Regions from separate parts of the Gasterosteus aculeatus genome. Here region 1 is linked to region 2. A link is a contact called in public Hi-C data. All regions are on one chromosome and are shown on one strand. Each heading gives the region's core, a stretch centred on a gene start, on an enhancer-like site or on the middle of the called end of the contact. The rest is flanking DNA. Distances are from core to core; before and after follow the strand shown. Region 1 overlaps ebf3b (EBF transcription factor 3b). Region 2 holds the start of ebf3b (EBF transcription factor 3b).

What was found. Hi-C and Micro-C count contacts between places; a contact is called where the count stands out from the background.
Region 1: a Hi-C map of blood and trunk muscle shows a contact between it and region 2, with 2.2 times the contacts expected there. The contact joins the enhancer-like site here to the promoter of ebf3b in region 2. A contact is called at or near these places in 3 of 6 Hi-C or Micro-C datasets (blood and trunk muscle, skeletal muscle and whole body).

What each region holds. Positions count from the first base shown.
Region 1 is chr6:14,084,365-14,089,596 of fGasAcu3.hap1.1, reverse strand. ebf3b (EBF transcription factor 3b) reads right to left here. Exons shown (of 16, transcript XM_040178818.2): 8 at 4,726-4,843; 9 at 1-108. Among protein-coding and RNA genes, the nearest start is that of ebf3b, 44 kb to the right of the region's middle. Within about 2 kb of position 2,451, at least 1 of the 9 cell types and tissues checked has open chromatin away from gene starts, as enhancers often do.
Region 2 is chr6:14,041,281-14,046,348 of fGasAcu3.hap1.1, reverse strand. ebf3b (EBF transcription factor 3b) reads right to left here and starts at 3,233. Exons shown (of 16, transcript XM_040178818.2): 1 at 2,455-3,233; 2 at 1,983-2,139; 3 at 1,640-1,703; 4 at 1,311-1,366. The coding sequence starts at 2,585. LOC144409492 (a long non-coding RNA gene) reads left to right here and starts at 3,271. Exons shown (of 2, transcript XR_013467953.1): 1 at 3,271-3,410; 2 at 4,996-5,068.

The sequences.
Region 1 (5,232 bases), core at 1,202-3,701, 44 kb before region 2:
CGAACACGACTTGTAGGCCGTCGAAGAAGTTGTCCCCTATGATGATGACGGTGGCTCCTCCTGTGGTCCATCCCTCACTCGGGCTGATAGCCTTGATGCACGGGGTGGCTGCTTATCCAACACAAAGAGAAGAGCAAATTCAGCACCTGAGCTTCAACACTCAGCCCCATGTCTCTCCCCACATGGACACATTATCGCATCGCCTCCATGTCCGTCTCACAAAGACGTATCATGGAAATTGCCCCTGGAAAAAAAAATAAAAAATGATGGATTTGTCCTTTAAAGCATGAGAATCAAAATCATTTATCAGCGCGCTGGAGTGGTGTAGTTAAGCAGACCCTTCAAATGGTCCACTTCACAAAGGCTAAACGCCGGGCTCGCAAGGAAAATGATTTGATGGAGCAAATTATGTGTCAGGGCAAACGCAGCTATCAGAATTGATTAAGCATGCCCCCCCGTACAGTCAAATTTCAAAGTTGAACACGTCTTAAATGAGTCAAGAATGCGTGCTGTTAAAGTGGACATGACAAGCCAAAGCTTTGCCGGTTTATTATTATTATTTCATTACTTTTGTTCTGCATGTGCAGCACAGTGCAGGGACACTGCGTATATTCAGGTTTCATAAGGTGAAATGCACTCGCGAATTATTCAGGTTGAGTTTTTGTTTTTTTTTCCCCTCTTTGTGATCGATTCAATCCATTTCATATTGTTTATTACAATGCTTTTCATCTGGCGCTACTTCTGCTACCTAGCCCTGCCATTCATCAACAGTCTGGGCTGCTATTATAATCTAATTTGAGTGATCTGCTGCCTAGCATCCACTGTCATTTGATGCATTACCTTAATATGGTGTTGAGCACAACACCGTGTTTACAACAGAAATAGCATGACAGCTAGCCATAAAATAGCAATATCAAATTTAATCTATTTCCATCAATATCCTTTAATACAATATGAATTACGAAATGTTTTTTCCTAGTCTTCAAAATGTGAGCAACTATTCCAGCAAGTTCCTTATTTCTTTACAAGCTGGGTTCTGAACCTCTATTATCCCTTCCATCCAGTAAGTAAATCACAGTCGGCCATTGTTGTATGGATCACCTCCGACAAGACATCTCCCTTTGTTTGCCTTGCTGTTGGGTCTGTCCGGGTCATGTTTGCTCTCTCTCCCTGCCCATAAAGTGCACACACACACGTCGGTACTACAGGGAATCTGACTTTAACAGGCGCTGTTGACTTCATGCTAATCACCCCGTACAGATTTTCATTTGTGAGGCCTGGAGGAGTGACATTTGCTTTCCTTAATTGCGAAGCGGAGCGTCTGAAAGAGGACCAACCCTCTATGGGCATGCTGGCCCCCCTCTGAGGGCCTGACCTTCATCAGTGCGGACGATTACAGCAAATAATTCACCCTTCAAAATTACTGTAAACAAATTGACTTTGGGGAAGAGGGGGGGGGGGTCGAGGGGGGAGGGAGGAGGAGGAGGCTAGAAAACGGCCTGATGGTGACGGTGCCTGTTGGGGGGCAGCTGCAGCCTGAAACCTACGACAGGCATACACAAGCGCGCGCACACACACACGCACACACACACACACTGAGACTCGCAACCTCCGAAATCCCAGCGCCCCCTCCCACACACAGAAGGACCCATGGAGAGGCAGCGACTGAGGCCCTAAGCCGTCCACCCTTCTGCCTGGAAATTTGCATATGTCTCAATGCGCAGACAGAGAGGGGAGCATGTGCTGAATGGGGACCGTGGCGAAGTGGATTACACAGTCAGCGCAGGCGATCTGATGACAGACACGCACAATGGCCCCCTCGGCAGATGATAGGCATCACCAGGAGTGGACGGACGAGGATGCAAAGAGCCAGCTTGCCGCTCTAAGTGTTGCATCACTAAGTATTTGCAAACTTTGCGCTGCGGTGGAGGAAAATTCCCTCCGTTTCAGTTTGTGTGTCGTAGCATGTTTCTGAACGCTGAATTGTTTGCATTTTATATGTGTGTGTGTGTGAATTTATTACAAGATCCGCTGCGCTGCGAAATGACCCCGGCGGGCTGATCTATGATCCGTCTTAATCTCTTTCCTCCGTGGTTGGGGTTAGCCGTAGAGGACGTCAAAACTGATCCCAGATCTGAGCGGAGGAGCTCTCACTTCTAGTATTGTCACACTCAAACAGGTCTGATGTGGCCCCACGAAGCCGTCCTTTGTTCTGCCTGCTGAAATGTGTTGTAATTGTGCTGTGGGATGTCCAGATGGTCGGTTGATAGTGCAGCTGATGGGATTATACCTTTTACCTCTCCCTGGGCCATCTGTTCCCTTTGACTCTCTCTCTCTCTCTCTCTCTCTCTCTCATACTCTCTCCTTCACTTTCTCCTATCCTACCCCCTCCACCACCTCCCTCTCTTTCTTCCTCTTAGGCCCAGCAGTCTGGATTCACTTGTCTTTATTGCATAAACCCTAACAGCATTACAGCCACTTGGCATGCAAATGAGGCAGGCGCTGCAGGCTCTGTGCTGAGTCTCCTATATTGTCTGGGGCTCTATAATAGTGAAGCTGAGCTAAGGAACGTGTGTGTGTGAGAGAGAGAGAGAGAGTCGGTGCCGTGATGTTCAGGGTGTGTTTTCATATGCGGGGGGGGGCTGACGCTGTGTGAACGCCTCGGCTATTTGTGGCCATGTTTATGCACCTTTTGAGCCTGAATCCGTACACGTTTGAGTGACAGGCGGCCACAAAGCACGTCCGTGTCTGAATGCGTAATATGCTTGTTGTGCGACAGTACACACGAGTGAAAATAAAATGTCACGCGGGGATGTTCAGTCCGTCAAGAGCACAGGCGATCCCGCGCCTGCGCCAATAGGGGGCAGCACCTCTTGATCCGAGTCGGAGCAAGTGCAGCGTGGGCTGAGAGGAAGGACGCCGCTCCCTTTCAGACACACAGGCACTCAGTCAGCCAGTCAGTCAGTTAGTCAGTCAGTCAGTCAGTCAGGCGCATATCTGGAGCTACTCGCCCAGTGGACTCCGGAGGAGGAATGTGTTGCTAATTTAAAGCACGCTGTCTGTCTGCCCGCTAGTTGTCAAAGCACTGTGGAGGACACGGCCTGAATTACATTTTATGTTCGCTTCTTCTCCTCTCACGTGTCTGTTTGTGAAAGGTGACTTAAACAAAGCCAATTTGTCGTTGATGCATGTTAAATGAGTTTGCTGTGGAGCTGCGCCTGCGAGGGAGGAAGGAAGGAGGGGAAGAAAATAAAATAAAAGGTCTCAAGTCGCGAGAGCGCACGCGGCTATTCAGAGGGAAGGTGTATTAAAGTTATTAGACAAAGACGTGTTCAACTGGGCGGTTGACACTAGCTTCTTTACGGGGCGTCACTCTGCTGCTTTGAAGAGTGTGGTGGAGAGGAGAAGAAAGGGACGGGTTGGGGTAACCTGTAAAGAACACAGGCACACACACACACACACGCACAACCATATACACACAAAACACACAGGATCCCATGGGAGAGGGGGAACATGGAGGCGAGGGCTCAACCTCTTTAATTGCTCCCCTCATTAAGAAACCGGTTGCTAGGCGATCCACACCTATCGTGTCATAAACGTGAAAGACACAAACAGAACGTCAGCGAACATAATGACTTTGGTGCTCCGGGCAGGACTTTAATTATTTGATTTTGTTCTCCAGTAGAGGAGTCATTAATAAAGACAAAAACAAATAGATTAGCTTTTCCCCCCACTAGGACTGGAGAGCAAGGAAATATATTAATTGTCTAGTCTTTTTTTTATTAGCCGTTGTTGTATTAAACATTACATTTGCTTTTGGTGATAGAACCATTAATGCCCATTAATGTGTTGAGAAGCTTGTTTTAGTCAGTGGTGTATATAAACTGTTTGCCCAGCCATAATTGGGTCTTGAATTCTGATGATAAGCAATTTGCACAATTGGCCCAAGTCAGTTCTCTCCTTTTTTTTTTTTTTTTTCTCACAATCTTTCAGCTGCATGTGCTCCCATCTGCGAGTGGAGGCCACAGGGGTCGTAAGGTTATGTTTAGTGCATTTTACTTTTTGGATTTCCCATGGTTTGGTGGTCCTTCTTTTCTCTCTTTTGGTTGAGCAGGCAATCAGTCTATCATATGGAATCAGTTGGAAGAAAAACAGTAAGTTCTGTTTTTCTCATAGGCCGCCCCCCACCTCCACACACACACACACACACACACACACCGTCAACCCACCATTTCCTCCCCCCCTCCCTTCTCTCTTTCTCTTTTCTCCCCCTGTTTCAGCTCACTCACAGCTAAATCTGCAGAACCCAATGACAGGAAATTGACCTCACAGCCAAATTCTTAAGCAATTTGATCATGTTTCACAAAGAGCTTTTAGGACAAATGAAGGTTGCATTAGGAGACTGGAAGTAGCGTAACATTTTCAAATCGTAAATTAGCCTTAGAGTATTATCCTCATCATTAGGGATATCGCCGTGATAAAAACACAGAGTAATGCCCGCTATTTCCAGTCAAGCCACGGCAAATAGTTGTGATGGAGGCAGAAGGCAACTAAGAAAGTGAAAATGAAAGTGATGGAGGAATACAAAATTCTAAAGGACTAGATGCAACTAGGTGTGAGATTTGTGAAATGGGTGGATGTCTAAAAGAAACTAAGAGGAAAGGGGAGCGTGGCAAATTATAGGATGTAAAATGTGCCTACCATTCTCCAGATATGGAGGCGTACCTTCTGAAGGGTCGAGTCTGCGAGCCCTTCTCCCATGCTTGGAATTGTTGTGTACGAACATGTTGTCGGATACAGCCAACACGTGGCCGTCGACATTGACGGTCGTCGATACGACAACCTGCAACAAGAGTGAAGGTGAAACATGCAATTTAATACATTGTGAGAGAAAAATGTAGACAGAGAAATATGTTTTTTACGGACGTTCTCGTTAATGCTGCGGGGGGGGGGGGGGGGGGGTACAGGGGACAAATAAATGCTTTAGAAACTCAGCTGTGTCCAGGTGCTCGCCCGTGTGCAATCAATTTACATTGTCAAACCTCTCGAAGCGGTTGTTGTCTTTGCGCATATCGCATTTCAGTTCCCCTGCTTCTCAGCCATTTGCTTTTTGCTTTTTAGCGTCTTGCAGCTAATTGACTTTTCAATCACTAAAATACCATTTCCGTTTAACTGTCATCATAGCCCCAGCTCAGAATTATTGATCAGCGGGTCCATCTATTTGAGGGTGGA
Region 2 (5,068 bases), core at 1,984-4,483:
GAGCCGCTAACAATGATCTTTCTGTGGATAAAAAGCGGTGTCTGGCGGTACGGTTGAGTAATTTTTGAGCATTGGCTGAAACAGATGGCGTGGAGCTATCAGTTCTGCCGCTCTTCTCTCCCTCCCTCGATCCCTCCCTCCTTCTTCTATTTCTAAGGATAGACATTTCTCTCCCTCGTATGCTGAACCGGCACCATGTGCGAGCGCAGGCAAAGCACCACGTTATTGATAAAGAATATAAGAACAGAAAATATATTTAATAAAGCGTGGATATTTTTTTAATCATTTGATGCCATTCATGATTTTTGTGGTGTGTGTGTGTGTGTTTTTTTTTAATTGACACGCGTGAGGCAAATATTAGAGAGTGACTTTAAAAAAGTGACATATCGGAACCAGGTCACGTCGTTTTCTCGCTTTTAAAAGCTGTCCCACTTGACCTGGGGATTTTTTTTTTTCCTTTTTTTTTATTTGTTCTAGGAACGGGGCGATTATCTATATTGGTTTGATTTATGTCGCTGTTTTGCAGCTGTAGAAGCAGAAATCCATAAATTGCTTGTTCTGCGTCATTGACTCGGATCATTCGCACAGGAATGCTGTCTGTGACCAGTAGCTCAGGCTTCACGGCTCTATTCGGAAAGCTCTGCACTAAACGCTGTATTTAATAACAACACACGAGGCGCACAGCAGAAATAACCCCGTCGGATTTTATTCCCCAAATTATGAATAACTTTGCAAATCTTTGCATCGGGCTGAGATTTGCATTAAGACTTAATAGGGACATTTGGCGCGTTGAGCTCTGATTTTAAAGTCACCACAATGTTTGTGAAGGTGATAAGTGCGGTGAACATAAACATGACATGTATATTTAGAAATATAACGCTTAATGCATATTTAAAAATATTTATATATGACGGTTAAAGCGTCATGACTCTTTACAGGAAACGTCCAATTAGTTCACGTGTAGCAGACGTTGTGTTTAAATTTGAATAGGTGCCCACAAAGAAGCCTGACTCTTGCAGAGTTAAATTGACTTTAGGACACGTTGAAACGTAAGCAATAGAAAAAGAAATAGAAGCTGTGTCCCCTTTGTTTTACGGCAGTAATTTGATTTCATTTTGTGGCACAACTTTTTTTTTTTGTTTGTTTGGCAAGCAGATTTAAGAAAAACAAAACACACACAACAAAAAAAAAACGTGTGTGCATCTCAGGGGTGACGATTAGCGCGGCGTGTCGAGGTTTTGCACGAGCGCACCGTGGGCGCGAGCAGCGTTTGCGCAGTGTGCGGAGAAGCAAGTGTAACAGCAGCTTACCTGCTTCGTCATGGAATCGATTAACCGTATGTAAAGATCCTGTTCTGTTCTGACGCCTGGGGAAAAGCAAAAGAAGACCACTTGTGAGTTTTGAGGCATTGTTGGCTATACATTTTTTTTTAAAGCCCCCCATATAGTCACATATAATAAAAGATACAAAGACCGCAGACATTGTTTATACATGTAAAATTACCAGACTGTTTATATTATCATTATTATTATTTTAACTACCATTATTATCACACGTGGTTTCAAGCAGGCAGACAGACAAACACATGTGATGTATATTCTGCACGTGTTTGCTAGATATAAAACACAGGTTTACTCACCATTGCTGTACAATAACTGTAGTTTGTAATGTATCCCATTGTTAGTTTTTTCACTGGTTGGTTCCTGCAGAAGACACAGTTTGTGAAAATCAACACGAACAGAACAACTGCCCACATCATCACCACGTGTCTGTTGGTTTACATTTACATTCTAACAGCGTTTAGAGGTTAAAACGACTCCCTGTCATCAACGAATTTAGCTCTTTTTTTTTGGAGAAAAAAAAATCAATATTACACGTGACTTCCCCTTAGTAACCCATTGTCATTTCAGAGAACATCATCTCGACAAATGTGCCGATTAAGTGCAGGGGTGCACGTATATTTTCTAAAATACACCGCTTACTTTGTCTTTCTCCACAAAGTCCACAAAAGCTGTCCTTTCGATCTCCACGGGCTGACCCTGTCTGTCATACAGCGCCAGGACGAAATGGAAAAAATTGGATTTTCTGAGGTTGGAAGGGGGCTGCTTTTCATAATGTGCCCGTGCCAAGCCGACACCGCTGCGGGGAGAAAACAAGAGACCATCTCGGTTAAGCACCGGACACCGGGGATACTCGATGATGGAGAAGCTGATGGGGGAAACACATTGGAGATGCAAGAAGCACGCTTGAGTACGTGGTGGTGGGGGGGCGATTTCTTGATTTGTCACAATAATGGGTAATCTGATGTAATGAAAGAAGGGAAAGCCGAAGGGGGGGCATTTATTGGGAGACCGTAATTGATACAGAGTATTCAGGGGATTGAAGGGTCGATATGATGAGCGGGGAATGCGTGAGAAAAATCAGATGCTTTTTTTTTTTTGTTGGCATGCGTACCTTTGGGCGGCCGTGTTCGCGTCCACCACGCCGGCTGTGTGCATCCAGGAGCGGACCGAGTTGAGTCCACCGAGCGGTTCCTCCTTCATCGTCGTCCCGCCCCGCGGTATAGTTTCCTGAATTCCAAACATTTAGGACAATTTGCGTGAAAAAAAGAGCCTCCTGCGAAATTAGGGGAATAAACGTCCAAGCGCGTTATCCTTTTGGGTTGTTTTTTTGTTTTTTTTTTGTTCAAGGGATAAGTAGCGAGAGCCGATTCAGACTTGCGAGGGAAAACCCGGTCCACAGGTCTTGCCTCCCTCTTCAGTCCGTCCGATGTGAACAATTCTCAAAGTGCTGTACTTAGTTAGAGCGGTATCCACAGACCGGAAAAGTGAATTGTTCAATAGACAAGATTTTTTTTTGTGTTGCTATTGTTCCTCTTTGTTTTTTTTCTTTTTTCTCGCTCTCTCTCTTTTTTGTGCTATTCACAGAAAAATCGATGGTAGTTGTTTGTGTTTGTGGGTGATGCTGCTCTCAAAGTGCCCACATCCCTGAAGCACCGCATCCAAAACCTTCAGGACTTCTTGTTGAATAAAAAACCCACTCCTGAAAAAGGTGCTGCTGCTTCTCCACAAGACAAACACAGGCAAAGGCTGATCACCAGTGGAGGTGTTCCTAGTACACAGGAGAGGTGGATAAGGGGCCCTTTCGCGTCGTGCAGGATGGATGGGAACATGCAAAACTAAGCCCTCTTTCCCCGAGGACTGAAATCTTTCCCGGGAGCCAAAACTCTAAACCCACGGGAGAGGCGCTGTCAGAATATGACGCTGAAGGGGCGGAGCTTTGCCCAAATATGGAGGTCTGACGGTTCCTGTCAAGCAGTGGCGCTCCGCTGTACGCGTACAGCCCTATAGTGCAGAAGCCTGAGAACACTCACTCGCTCCACTTTTCCTCTTGCTTAGGCCCTATATGTGGTGAGTTTGATTTTTTTAATGATATGGGAAAATTGGACCGTGTGTAACCATCACACATAAGGAGGAAGAGAAAAATTAAAATAACAATATATAATAATAACTCGAAATTCAGGATGGCATTGCTTATCTTTTTTTTGCCGGCCTAATGATTGCCATTTCCGTGATTAGTTTTATTATAGTTGATTATAATCAATAGTTTTTGACATATTTATTCGATTAGGTGTGTTATTATTACAAATTGCCTTGATGAGATTGCTTGTTCACTGTAATATATCGAAAGCATCGCAATAGCTGTGTGAATACAGGGCATAAATCATATTTCAATAATGACAGATCACGTTTCTTCACATAACATATATATTTGTGCAGTTTTTACTTCATGCTGCGGGTTATTTTATTGTAATTAAAAATGTAATGAATCCCAAAATGATTCCAAAGAATCAGACTGACGATTATAAATCTATTAATTAAAATTACATTTTCATGGGGAATTTTTAAACAAGAGACAATTGGCTTTCAATTGTTTTGCTGCGCATCGCGGAGCAGAGGGTGTCTTTATTCATGGCGCTATGTATATATAATGAACAAAGTTTGAACATCCGTTCCCACCGTATCCACGCTTATGAATGTGAAAACAGATCAATCACCTGCACGTGCCATTTATAAAAGAGAAAGTAAGATCTTCTGACCTCTTCTTTTTTTGTGAGCTAAAAATCGGAGGCAGGGTGTCTCGTGCCATTAAACAAACTTCAGGAAAGCCAAAGGTTCCGAGTCCTCTTTTATTTCCTGCACGTCCCGTTCAAATCAGTAATAATCAGAAACATCTTAATCATTTTTAAAGAGCCTACATGTCCGACTCTGTCCGAGAGGGGCAAGCGAGCAGTTCGGTTCATTAGTGGTGAAAAGGAGGAGAGGATGGAGGGAGCGAGGGGAGGGTGCGAGGAAGAGAGATGTGTGCTATATCCTGAGCAATCTATCTAGCTGGTGCTGAGGGTTAATAGCTGCTGCCAAAGATAAGTGAATTATAAGCTGTTGCTTTCACCTCTACACAATCTATTGCCAAATTGCCCAGTCACAAAATAAGGGTGTGGATATTTTTAACTTGTTTTTATTAGTGAAGAGAAATCTTTAGTTTCAATTTGTGGCAAAAAAAAGAAAAAAGAAAAGAAAACCTCAAAGGGGGCCCCTTTTTAAAAATGTCTCCTTTTCTCTTAGATGAAATAAACCGAGACGCATGTTGAAAATGTTTTGCCTGCTATACCGAGATTGCAAATATCTTTTTATTTATTTTTGCACAAAACTCACCCTGCTTTTTTTCGCACACTTTCAAGTCGCTTATTAGAACTTAACCCCTGATTACACGCACCACGGCGATTTAAATCTGATTATCAAATTAGGGGACTTTGAGACAAATCCTCTTAGATCTGATACTGTTGACTGGAGAAGGAAAAAGGATCTCCACACCCGTCACGTAGGTAACGATGCTGTCCTGAAAGGGAGTTTTAAACCGTATTTGACAACAAATGCAGCTGCCCCCGCTATTTCAGAAGATATTAGAGGGAAATGAATGCAAATCTGTGTGCAGGAGCCATCTGGACGCGGCGAGAGGGAGTCAGCTGCTCCACACACTGAGGCGCGGAGCCTGAATCCGTCTCAGC